3 separate regions of the Macaca mulatta genome follow, and regions 2 and 3 are each linked to region 1. The links are chromatin contacts, called in public Hi-C maps. All regions are on one chromosome and are shown on one strand. Each heading gives the region's core, a stretch centred on a gene start, on an enhancer-like site or on the middle of the called end of the contact. The rest is flanking DNA. Distances are from core to core; before and after follow the strand shown.

The links. Hi-C and Micro-C count contacts between places; a contact is called where the count stands out from the background.
Region 2: a Hi-C map of fetal cortex germinal zone shows a contact between it and region 1, with 2.3 times the contacts expected there. The contact joins the enhancer-like site here to the promoter of PLXNA2 in region 1. A contact is called at or near these places in 6 of 14 Hi-C or Micro-C datasets (blood, cortical neurons, fetal cortex germinal zone and 3 more).
Region 3: a Hi-C map of fetal cortex germinal zone shows a contact between it and region 1, with 2.4 times the contacts expected there. The contact joins the enhancer-like site here to the promoter of PLXNA2 in region 1. A contact is called at or near these places in 3 of 14 Hi-C or Micro-C datasets (cortical neurons, fetal cortex germinal zone and liver).

Annotation. Positions count from the first base shown.
Region 1 is chr1:65,982,304-65,985,521 of T2T-MMU8v2.0, forward strand. PLXNA2 (plexin A2) reads right to left here and starts at 1,579. Exons shown (of 32, transcript XM_001110951.5): 1 at 926-1,579.
Region 2 is chr1:65,769,463-65,772,680 of T2T-MMU8v2.0, forward strand. PLXNA2 (plexin A2) reads right to left here. Exons shown (of 32, transcript XM_001110951.5): 29 at 1,725-1,894. Among named protein-coding and RNA genes, the nearest start is that of CD34, 120 kb to the left of the region's middle. Within about 2 kb of position 1,544, at least 6 of the 40 cell types and tissues checked have an H3K27ac peak or open chromatin away from gene starts, as enhancers often do. A contact at or near this core is called in fetal cortex germinal zone, where this site is marked.
Region 3 is chr1:65,840,603-65,843,820 of T2T-MMU8v2.0, forward strand. It overlaps PLXNA2 (plexin A2), which reads right to left. Exons shown (of 32, transcript XM_001110951.5): 5 at 2,541-2,641. Among named protein-coding and RNA genes, the nearest start is that of PLXNA2, 140 kb to the right of the region's middle. Within about 2 kb of position 1,644, at least 11 of the 40 cell types and tissues checked have an H3K27ac peak or open chromatin away from gene starts, as enhancers often do. A contact at or near this core is called in fetal cortex germinal zone, where this site is marked.

The DNA of each region.
Region 1 (3,218 bases), core at 329-2,828:
CTAGGGCAAGGGTCATTCCAAACAGGTGGACACTTTTTCGGGGACCTAGAATGGTAGTTTCTGGTGACTCTCTGGGCATCTAGACCATGATTGGTATTATAGAGACTACCTGTGGGATGGATAAAAAGGGCTAGAATTTTCCAGGATCCCTACCTAACTTGTGGGGTGGGGCAAGAAAGAGCACATGGAAGGAAATATTCTCAAATGGTTCATAAGGAGCCTCTGGGACCCTAAGCAAACTCCCATTTCAACCCCCAGCACTCGCGTGGTCCTCAAACTATGGGGCTGGACCCCTGCTGGGCGATACACTGCAAAGGGAGTCCTGGGAGATGAAACACTCAGACCCATTCAGTGCCTGGGAATCTCTCCCTGAGCCTTATGGAACCCGCGCAAATGATGTTTTCCCCTTCCCCTGATCTCCAGTCCCGGATCTGAAGGGACAGCCGGCGGCCACCAGGGACTCTGGCACTGGAGTGAACGCCCCCAAATCGATCGCTGGCCACTGTGGCTTTGGGTTGTCTCGCTGGTGCCACCGAGGCCCTCTTTGGGCTCCAGCTCTCGGGACAGCCTTGCCGCCCCGAGCTCCCCAAAGCCGCAGAGCGCCGGCAGGTGCGCGGTGGAGGCGCGCCGCGGAGCGCTGCTGCCGCCTTCAGCCCGCGGCCGGGAAGCCTGCTGGCTGCCGGCCGGGAAGCCCTGGGCGGGAGGCACCGGCTCCAGTGAGCCTGAGATCGCGCGCACGCCGCGCTCCGGCCCGCGAAAGTGGCCGAGCCCACACGGGGACTCGCCCGCCGCGGCCAAGCCCGGTTGCCTGGGGCCGGGGCCCCAAAGAGGCGGGTGCGGGAGAAGCCGCCACGGGTGTGCGCGCCTGTGGGGAGAAGGCTGAAGGCGCTGCCGACTCCGAGCGTCCGGCCCAGCCGCCGCTTACCCAGCTCGGCGACGTCGGTCTGTCCTTCCGTCCCTGCTCGGTCTGCCTCGGCCGCCGGCTGCTGAGGGCGGCGCGAGGCCCCTCTCCCTGCCCGCAGCTCCGAATCAGGGAGAAGACCAAATCCACATGGAGTCCAAATTCATTAAAATCCACGTCAAGCCACCAGCCACTTATCTGTATTCCTGAAGTCGCCCCGCGGTCTCCGCTCCGCGCGCCCCTCAGTCCTCCGTCGCCCCGCAGCAGCCCGGCTGGGCGCTGTCGCCGGCTCGCTGGGGGCACCTGGAGGCGCCGAGGGGGCGTGTGGGGGTGGCCGGCGGTGTCTCTCGTGGGGAAGAAGCAGAGCCCCGGCTGTCTTCAGATTTTTCCAGCGCGACTTTCCGGGCTCCTCTGACATCAGCAATCCCGGCGCTTCCTTCCCTTCTTGCTCTCCGGTTCGTTCACAGTCCCATTTCCTCCGGGAGCCTGGCTTTCCAGATCTATTTCGAGGTTTGCTCCGCCGGCTGCGGCCCTCGCGCTGCCTACCGTTCCCAAGCTCGCGGGGTCTCTCTCCGGATCGCTCGCCCTCTCGGCTGAAAAATTCTCAGCAACTGCGCTCCGCTGCCCTCCCGCTCCAGTCTGGCGCGGATGCCTCTCAGCCCGGCAGCTCTGGCTCCCGCGGTGGCGGCGGCGGCGGCGGCGGCGGAGCCCTGAGCGCCGGCCTCCCTATTTTACCATGCAGCTCATTATCATAGAGGCCGCGCGCGTTAACCCCCTCCCCGCCGGCCGCGGCCGCCCGAGCTGGGGCCGCGCCCGCTGCTGGCACCGCCCGCCACAGCCAGCCCCGTGCCCCCTCCCCCGCCCGCGCGGACTTCCTCCTCCGCAAGCTGTCAACAAAGGAGAAGCAGGTTTGGCATCCGGAGGCCGCTCCGCTGCCTGTCCTGCGCCCAGCTCAGCCCGGACCCATTGGCCACCTTAAGTAGCCAAGGGGGCAAGGAAAATGCTACCAGGGCCCGGGAATTCGAGTAGGGCCTTGCGAACCCAGCTGGTTTAGCCCCCGGTGGAGATAGAAGGTCGAGCGTTGGGGTTAGCGGGGAGCTCAGGACACAGGAAGAGTGGGTGAGGGCAGTAGGGACAGGGACTCCCCCGCCATTCGCATCACCTGTCACCGCGCACATCCTGCACACCTCCCTCTTGATCTTTGAGTGAGGGGTGAGCGGGGAGGAACGGGGCTTGTCTGATGGGGTTGAGACTAGAGTCTTGGAATTTGTGGGAGCAAATTTCCTCTTCTTGTAAATTAAAAAAAAAAAAAAAAAAAAAGCCAGCAAGCTGTCAAATAAGGCTTGAAGTTGTTATTATTATTGCAACGAGAAGATGAACCTTGCTCTGAATTGAATCTCAGGCTTCCAGCCCTGATAGGGATCCTGGGCATCTGAGAAGTCCCGACTTGGATGAGGGCATTGGGGACCGGAGAAGAGCTTTCTATATCCAATTCAGAGAATCTTTTTGCCAGGGGAATCAGAGGGGTGGCGATAAGATAACTTATTTTAATAACCTAAGGTGAGAGGTTTCAGGATTCTGGACGACAATGCCTCGGTGCCCTCAAGGCCACTGATGCCTTGCTACACAGTCTCAGTAACTCTGCAGCTTCTAAACACTGCTTTTCGGAAGGGGCCTGCAAGCTGGACCCCAGCGAGTTCGCAGGGTCTGCGTAGTCCCTGCTGGCGATTAGAGCTCACACGAGTTTACTCCTGTCCAAGTACTCTGTTAAGCTTCCTCTACTGCCCTCTCGTGGCCACAGTCCTCAGTGGTATAAATCGAAAAAACAATATAAATCACTACAGAAAACCTAAAAGCAATTGCACGAAATTCTTAGAGCAGTAGGGGCAGAAGAAAGGCAGGGAGGGAGGGATGAAGAAAGGGAGCCAGAAAAAAGAGAGAGAGAGAAAGAGAGGAAGAAGGAAAGGAAATCTAGACTAACCAGTCATCTCGAACAATCGTTCATTCAATACAGGACTGGGGGATCCAGGCTTTCCTCCAGTATCTGCAGAAATCAGCTAATTCTTCAAAAGTCCTTCATTGTAATTAGCTGAAATTTGCGATCCTGTAACTTTCACTGGTTCCTGCTAGTTTTGTCCTGTGGAGCCACAAAGAATCTGTCTAAGCTGTGTTGCCTGATCCATACTTGTTCTTTCCTTCAAACTTCTTTAAGAGCATTTATTGTTGGTAACACACCAATAAATTATCATATTTACCCTGTATTATTATTTATTTATTTTTATAAGTAGATCTTGTCTCCCCATGCAGACAGTCTAGT
Region 2 (3,218 bases), core at 294-2,793, 210 kb before region 1:
TGCTGTTTTTACTTCCTTTCCCAGCTTTGCCTTCTTTTCCAGCAGTCTCCTGGGCTTTAACTCTTTTGACTCCTCTGTGGAACAGGCCCTGTCGCAGGCTTGTCCTCCAGCCTGAGATGATGTTCCCAGCTCCCCAGCTTCTTCTTCTTTCCCCTTCTTCATCTTCTCTTGACTCTCATGGGCCCCAAACTTTCCCAAATGTCTCAGTAGTGCCAGGTCTTGGGAAAGATCTGCATTACCCAGACTTGGGCTCTTCCATGATGATTTCTGCCTATCCTCCAAAACACAACAGGATCTTTCACTTTCCTTTAGCCCGGGAGGAGTTGCTGCAGCTGAGAGCTGACTCATCTCTTCTGCCCTCCCCTTCTTCTGGCAGCCTTGGGTAGTTTCTGGTAATCCTTCCCTGGACATTTGCTATTGAGGTCTGGGTAAGGAAACTCTCTCCACACCACGATGCCAGGGTAGTGCATTTCTATTACTTGGATCTGGCCAGCACACCGAAGATACAGAGATGGGGATAACCCTGGACTTTCTCTTGATTTCCCCTGAATTGCCCTCTCCCAGCACTGGGCTGGGGATGCTCCAAAGCAAAGGGGACAGGCATGTGCTGTCCAGGGAATGCAGATCTGGAAGGCCTGTCCTGGCAAAGTGGACTGTGGGCTCTTAACCCTAGGGCCACCCCAGCTTATCCATTTCACTCCACTGTGATCAAAGCTGCAGATTGAGGAAGGCTCAGCGACCACAAGACCCGGGAGGAGGAAGGAATAGATGGGACTGGGGTTGGCTTTTTCCAAAGTGTTTTGTTGGTTGCTAGGACTTTTGATTCCCAAATAACAGCCTGGGCCCATCTGTGTCGGCTCTGTTTTCTGAGGAGACCGCTGACTCCAGACAGCTGCATGGGCTGCCTGCCCAACCCAAATGCCTGGACCTCCCCTCTCCCCTCTCCGTGCTCTTTCCCAAAGGAAGCCTTTTGATGCCAGCTCTTGGCCGGGTCCTGTCTGACCTGAAAGCCAGTCTTTAGCTTGGTCTGTGGTCCAGGTTCAAAACCCATGAGGATAAAGTCTCCTACCAGGGGCCTGAGGGCTTCTCCCACTGCTGGTCTGGTTGCGGAGGTGACTTTAGGGGAGAGAGTCATGCCTACAGGGCATTCTGCCTGCTGCTTCCTGAAAGCTATGGCGCCAGGATAATCACTTGGCCTTAAGAGATCAAGTTTGCAATGAAATCCTCCCTGTCAGTGGGCTCAAGTCTATAGCAGGTGTGAACTCCCTCTCCAGTGCTGACCAACTTCACCAGGGGTCTCAGTTTGATTCAGGGCTTCCCCATCTCAGGAAGTGCCTTAGAACTGCCCCACTCAGAATGGCCCACAATGCCTGGCTGTGAAGCTCTGCTGCAGGCTTCCAATGCAGTTCTTTGCATGGGCTCCCTCAGCTCCCTTCTCCTGAGAACCAGAGATCTCACAGCCAGGGGAGGAGGCTCTTCTTGGGGGACTCAAGGGTGCATCCTAGTGCTGGGCCTCAAGCCAGGCAGACCCTACTTGGCACAGGCAGCTGGGGACTGTGTGGGCTCTGCAGAGCATATGTGCACTATTTGTTCCAGGAGCTTCGGATCACCCAGCCCCAGCCGAGAATAGGCTACCCTCCCACCCTCCCGTCTCCTGGTCCTCATCCCTCGTAGCTCCAGGCCTCTCCAGGCTGCACCTCCTGCCGAGCTCCCCTAGGGTTTACCAGTTGCTTTTCCAGGTGTGCCGCACATCTGTGTCATGAATGCTGTGCCTGTCTGCCTGCTCATCCAGGAAATCAAACATGTACTTGATGGCCAGGGGGAGAGCGCTGCCCCGGTGCACAGTGCTGAACAAGGTCTCAAACAAGTCGTCCACGAACTTCTGCAGGGTGCCCTGGAGGAGGGGTTGGGGAGAGTGAGATGGAGCGGGGGTGATGGCAGGTAGCAGACAGGCATACCAGATGGTGCCTTGGATCCATCCTGCCTTGGAAATTTGTCTGGGACACGAGGCTGTGCCGGCAGTGTTGTGGGGTGGGGCGGTGCGGGGGAAGGGTACTGTTGGTTCGCTGGGGAAGTGGGAGAAACTGGGTGGGCCGTGGATCCTAGGGAAGAATCTCTCCTCCAACCTGCAGCCACATTCCACATTCCACATAGGGTGTAGGATCAGGGTCTTTGATAGGAAGACAGGAAGTGCCCTGAGTCCGGGCTTCCCATGGGTGAATGAGGGGACACAGGCTGTAAGCCAGTCTGTGTCCAAGAAACAAGCTGGAGGACCAGGTGCCTCCTGGCAGGAGCACAGCAGGACCGGGAGAGTCTGATAGAAAGGTATGAAGAGGCTTAGGATATTGGTGGCCTGGGACAAGTGGTATCTGGAGTGTGGAATGCGGGTGAAGGGTCTAGACTCAAGAACACCCCCAGGCAGAGTGCTGATCCACAGGGCTCTGGAGGGTTTCTGGAACAGGAATAAGACTTGGCCTGGCTCCCACAGTTTACAGGCTCACGGCACACCTCTGAGGGTCAGTAGAAACCTCTAGCCTTGTCTGTTATCTCTTTGTTGGTCTCTTATTGTTATGCTGAGCATATCAGGCAAAGCTCAAATGGAGACATGGGGTCTGGTGGAATATTTCTGGGCCACTCTGGGAGCAAATCTGAGAGCTGTAAGTTGGATGCCACTGTATTAAAACTTCAGTGCCATTGTTGGAGGGTCCATGGGGGAGAGTATTTGAAATCTAGCCCCACCTGGAAAATATGGGCTCTTTGATTGTCATACTTACAGGCTTATTTTGTTACCTGCTAGGAAGGCTAGAAGATGTAGCCTCGCTTGCATCAACATTTGGGGGTAGCTGGAGTGGGATGGGATGGGAAGTGGAAGCCTCCCCTTGGATTACTGGCAGGGCCAGGCCTCTGTGCTTTCCCTCCCATTGTGGCCAGAAAGGGGATAGAAAGGACAATGATAATGGAGGTCAGCATATCTATCCAACTAATATCAGCAAGAAACCCCAGTGCCTTCCTAGAGCTTAAGGGGTCCAGAGGGAGAGAGCTACTCCTCTGAAGCGAAACAGTAGCCTCAAGAAGTATGCAGAAAGCAAAGATATGTTTGCTATTTTTGCCAAAGGGTAGAGAACAGCAGTGGCCAGATTGTTTGGAAGCCCTGCCCGGGGAACTGGACTATCTCTCTCTTTTTTTGTTGTTAGTGGAGATTGGGTCTTGATATGTTG
Region 3 (3,218 bases), core at 394-2,893, 140 kb before region 1:
TGATCTTGTGGGTGGATTAATGGCTATTTGAAGGCAGTGGCCATGTTTTATTCATTGGGATATTCTACCTGTCACATGGTATATTTTAAATAAATATTTGTGTCACGAAATAATGCCAGACAAGGCACTGCAGCCAGGGCTGCCTGTCAGAAAACTTGTTTGGCTGTTTCTCCCAACATCTTCATCTCGGGCTCTAGGCTCCCCCTGCCCACAGTGGCAGGTGGGCAGGTGACACCAGCACTCGGGAGCTTCAGGTTGCTGCCTGCCTTGCCACATGGAAACCCGCTCCATGGCTGGTGCCAGTGTATCCAAATCAAATAGCCATAGGGACACTAGCGATTCCACAATCAAGCAGTGATTCGCACCCTAACTCCCCCCAAACTCCTCCCCTCTTCCTTTTCAGGCACATAATGGATCTAAATATGAATGCTGTCAAAGAAAAGAATTATTGAGGTTTAAGTGAATCCTTAAGATAGCTCTAAAGTGAGCTCTTGACTGGAGCCTTTATCTCATTGACTCACTGAAATGGCTCTTTTTTATCATACTATTTATGGCAACAGCCCTAACAGAGATAAATAGCCTTGGAGACAATAACACACTTGCAAGAGCAAGGCATACAGAAGAGACAGGAAGGCTTCAAATCCCCCCACCCCCTCAGAGGCTCCTCAGCCCTCGGCCTCCGTTAAAGAGGCCTCCGTGGGGACCCAGGAGCTGCAGCTTCCCCCATCTCCTCATGCCCGATACCAGGCTGCTGCTCGCAGGCGGGAGAGCGCTGCAGGAGGGTCTGGTGGAGAAGAGAATGACCAGATGCAAAGAAACCTCTGGGTATAAACAGCAAAAATCTTGTTCTCCATGAGCTCTTGGGGCAGAGTAGCCGAGAGACGAGTGCCCTGGTAGGTAGCGAGGACTCTCTGAAGAGTTAAGGAGTTGAGGGAACAGAGGAAACCTGGGACTATCCTGATGTGGCTCATTCCAGCAGTCACAGCTGACCTGCACCACGAGGAAGACGGGGTGGTTTGTGGCACTGGGGAGGCCCAGGCATTGTCGATAGATCTATAGGCACTTGTTCAAGTCGGGGAAAGCAGACGTCCTTGCTGTTGAATAAATGATAATCCCCGATCTATCATTTTGGTGTGTTCGACATGGGAGAAGTGCCACAGGCACTGAAGCTGGGAGGACAGAGTGGGGGAGGCATGGGGAGTAGGAGGTACCACCAGACATGACCACTGCAGAGCTAGAGGGCAGGCCGCCCAGGGCCCTTCGCACAGAGCTGGCAGAAGGCTGTCAGGTCCTTTGGAGAAAGAAATTCTTTCGAGGAAAGACCCTGCCTGCTGGTTGGTGGGTCAGCCTCACTGCAGGGAACCAAAATTTACCTGCTTTTGCCATTCCTGGGGCACAACATGAGCATCTACCACTTGTCCGACCTAAATGGAGGCACACCATCCAGGTCTGCTAAGAGCATTTCTGCAAAACTTTATGAGGAATCTCTTACCTCCTAATCCCAAGCAGGGAACCCAGTATTCATGGGCTCAAATCCAGTCCAGATTTTGCATCTGTGAGGCGCCAGCCTCCCTCCCTCCCTCCAGAGCCCTCCCAACACCTGCTGCAGAGGCTGGAAGCCAAGAGCTATTGTGCAGGACCCTGAACTCTGGCCCTCTGCCTCCGCCTCCACCCCAAACCCAGCTCATTTCATGGAGATGCTTTGCTGGCTGGCACAGAGCCCTGGAGTTTCCAACTCCATTGGGCAACAGAATTCCTAGCCAGCTCCTGTCTTTCGGGGTTTTCACCCTTTCTCTTCCCCTGGGGCTCTTCAAATTAGAAAGTTTAAGTGTGATTTAGCATTTATATTCAGTTCGTATTCAATGGCAGATGATGAAGCCAGTTGAAGTGAGATGCAAACTTCTTGGAATCATGAAATAATGAGGCCAGAAGGGTCCTCCCAAGGGTACAGGGTCCATGATAATTATTCTGATTTGTGTAGCCTCTTCTGGGCTTCCTTATTACCAAAGCATTTATTACTTCATTTAGTCTTCACAATTCACCTGTGAAACAGGCATTTTTCCTAAACAGCAATGGAGAAACAGAGGCCTGGAGTTGTCAGAGGACCCATCCAGGGTCACACAGCAGCTAGCTGGAGTCTAAGCTTCCCAATGCCAGTGCATCACCATCTGCACACTCTTGGCACAGAGGGGCACCTATTTCAGGCTACACTGTGGAGGTTTTGGGGAAACCTAAAGACTACAGTTTCCCTTGTGAGTTCTTTCAAAGACACAAGGATATAAGCAGCTCGCTTCGGAGCAGCTGAAGGGCTGAATTTGGAAGTAAAATGAAAGAAGAGAGGCAAAGGCTCTGCACTTAGAAAGAAGGCCCACCCGTGGCCTCTTTGCCTCTTCCCATTCTCAACACTGAAGCCACGATTAGAATCACTGCTCTGAAGAGGACAATTCCTCTCTCTGCAAAATGCTGTCATTATCCCATCATTCCAGGAAAGCCCAGGTCTTCTGCATGCCAAACCCTTTTCCAGGATACCCCAAACTTACATGTTGTGGAGGGCACACCAGCCACAGTGAGGGTCCCCAGAGCTCAGGCACTCCCCACAAGTTGTATACTGCTCACATGACTCCACGGGGACCCTGGTGACCTGGCAGAGAGAGGAAAGAGGGCACGGTGAGGTTAGGCTGTGACGACTAGCAGGTGTGTGTCACAGAGTCCTGCGTCTATTCACACTTGCACTGTCAACTCCCCTAAAGAGGTAACACTGGGCAGCAGGCCATGGCCTCAATGTCCCCAATCTCTTTACCTGCATAAGGCAGGTGGTCTAAGCTGAAAGTATCTCTGAGTTGCAGGCCTAAGACTTCTTGTCTTCGCTAGAGGTAGCAGCAAAGGCTCCATCTGTTTCTGCCTGACACTAGCATCCTCCCGAGAGCTGGGCAAGCCAGCAGCAAGTACTCAAAATGGTTAACTCTGTGGAAAGGCTATTGAGTGGCACAAACTCATCTCTGAAGAGCTTTCAGCTGGGCTTGGGCTGAGACATCCTGCCTACACAGAAAACATTCAAAAAGGGAAAGGAGAAACTTTTCCCATCAAATAATATTCATAGTATGGCACAGACTCTTTACAGCCAACCAAATATACCACCTGGATCCAATTATCCCATTCTCTGATGTCTGCATTCAGTTTCTCTAGTAAATCTCCTATCCTTTGAAAAGTCTGGCTAA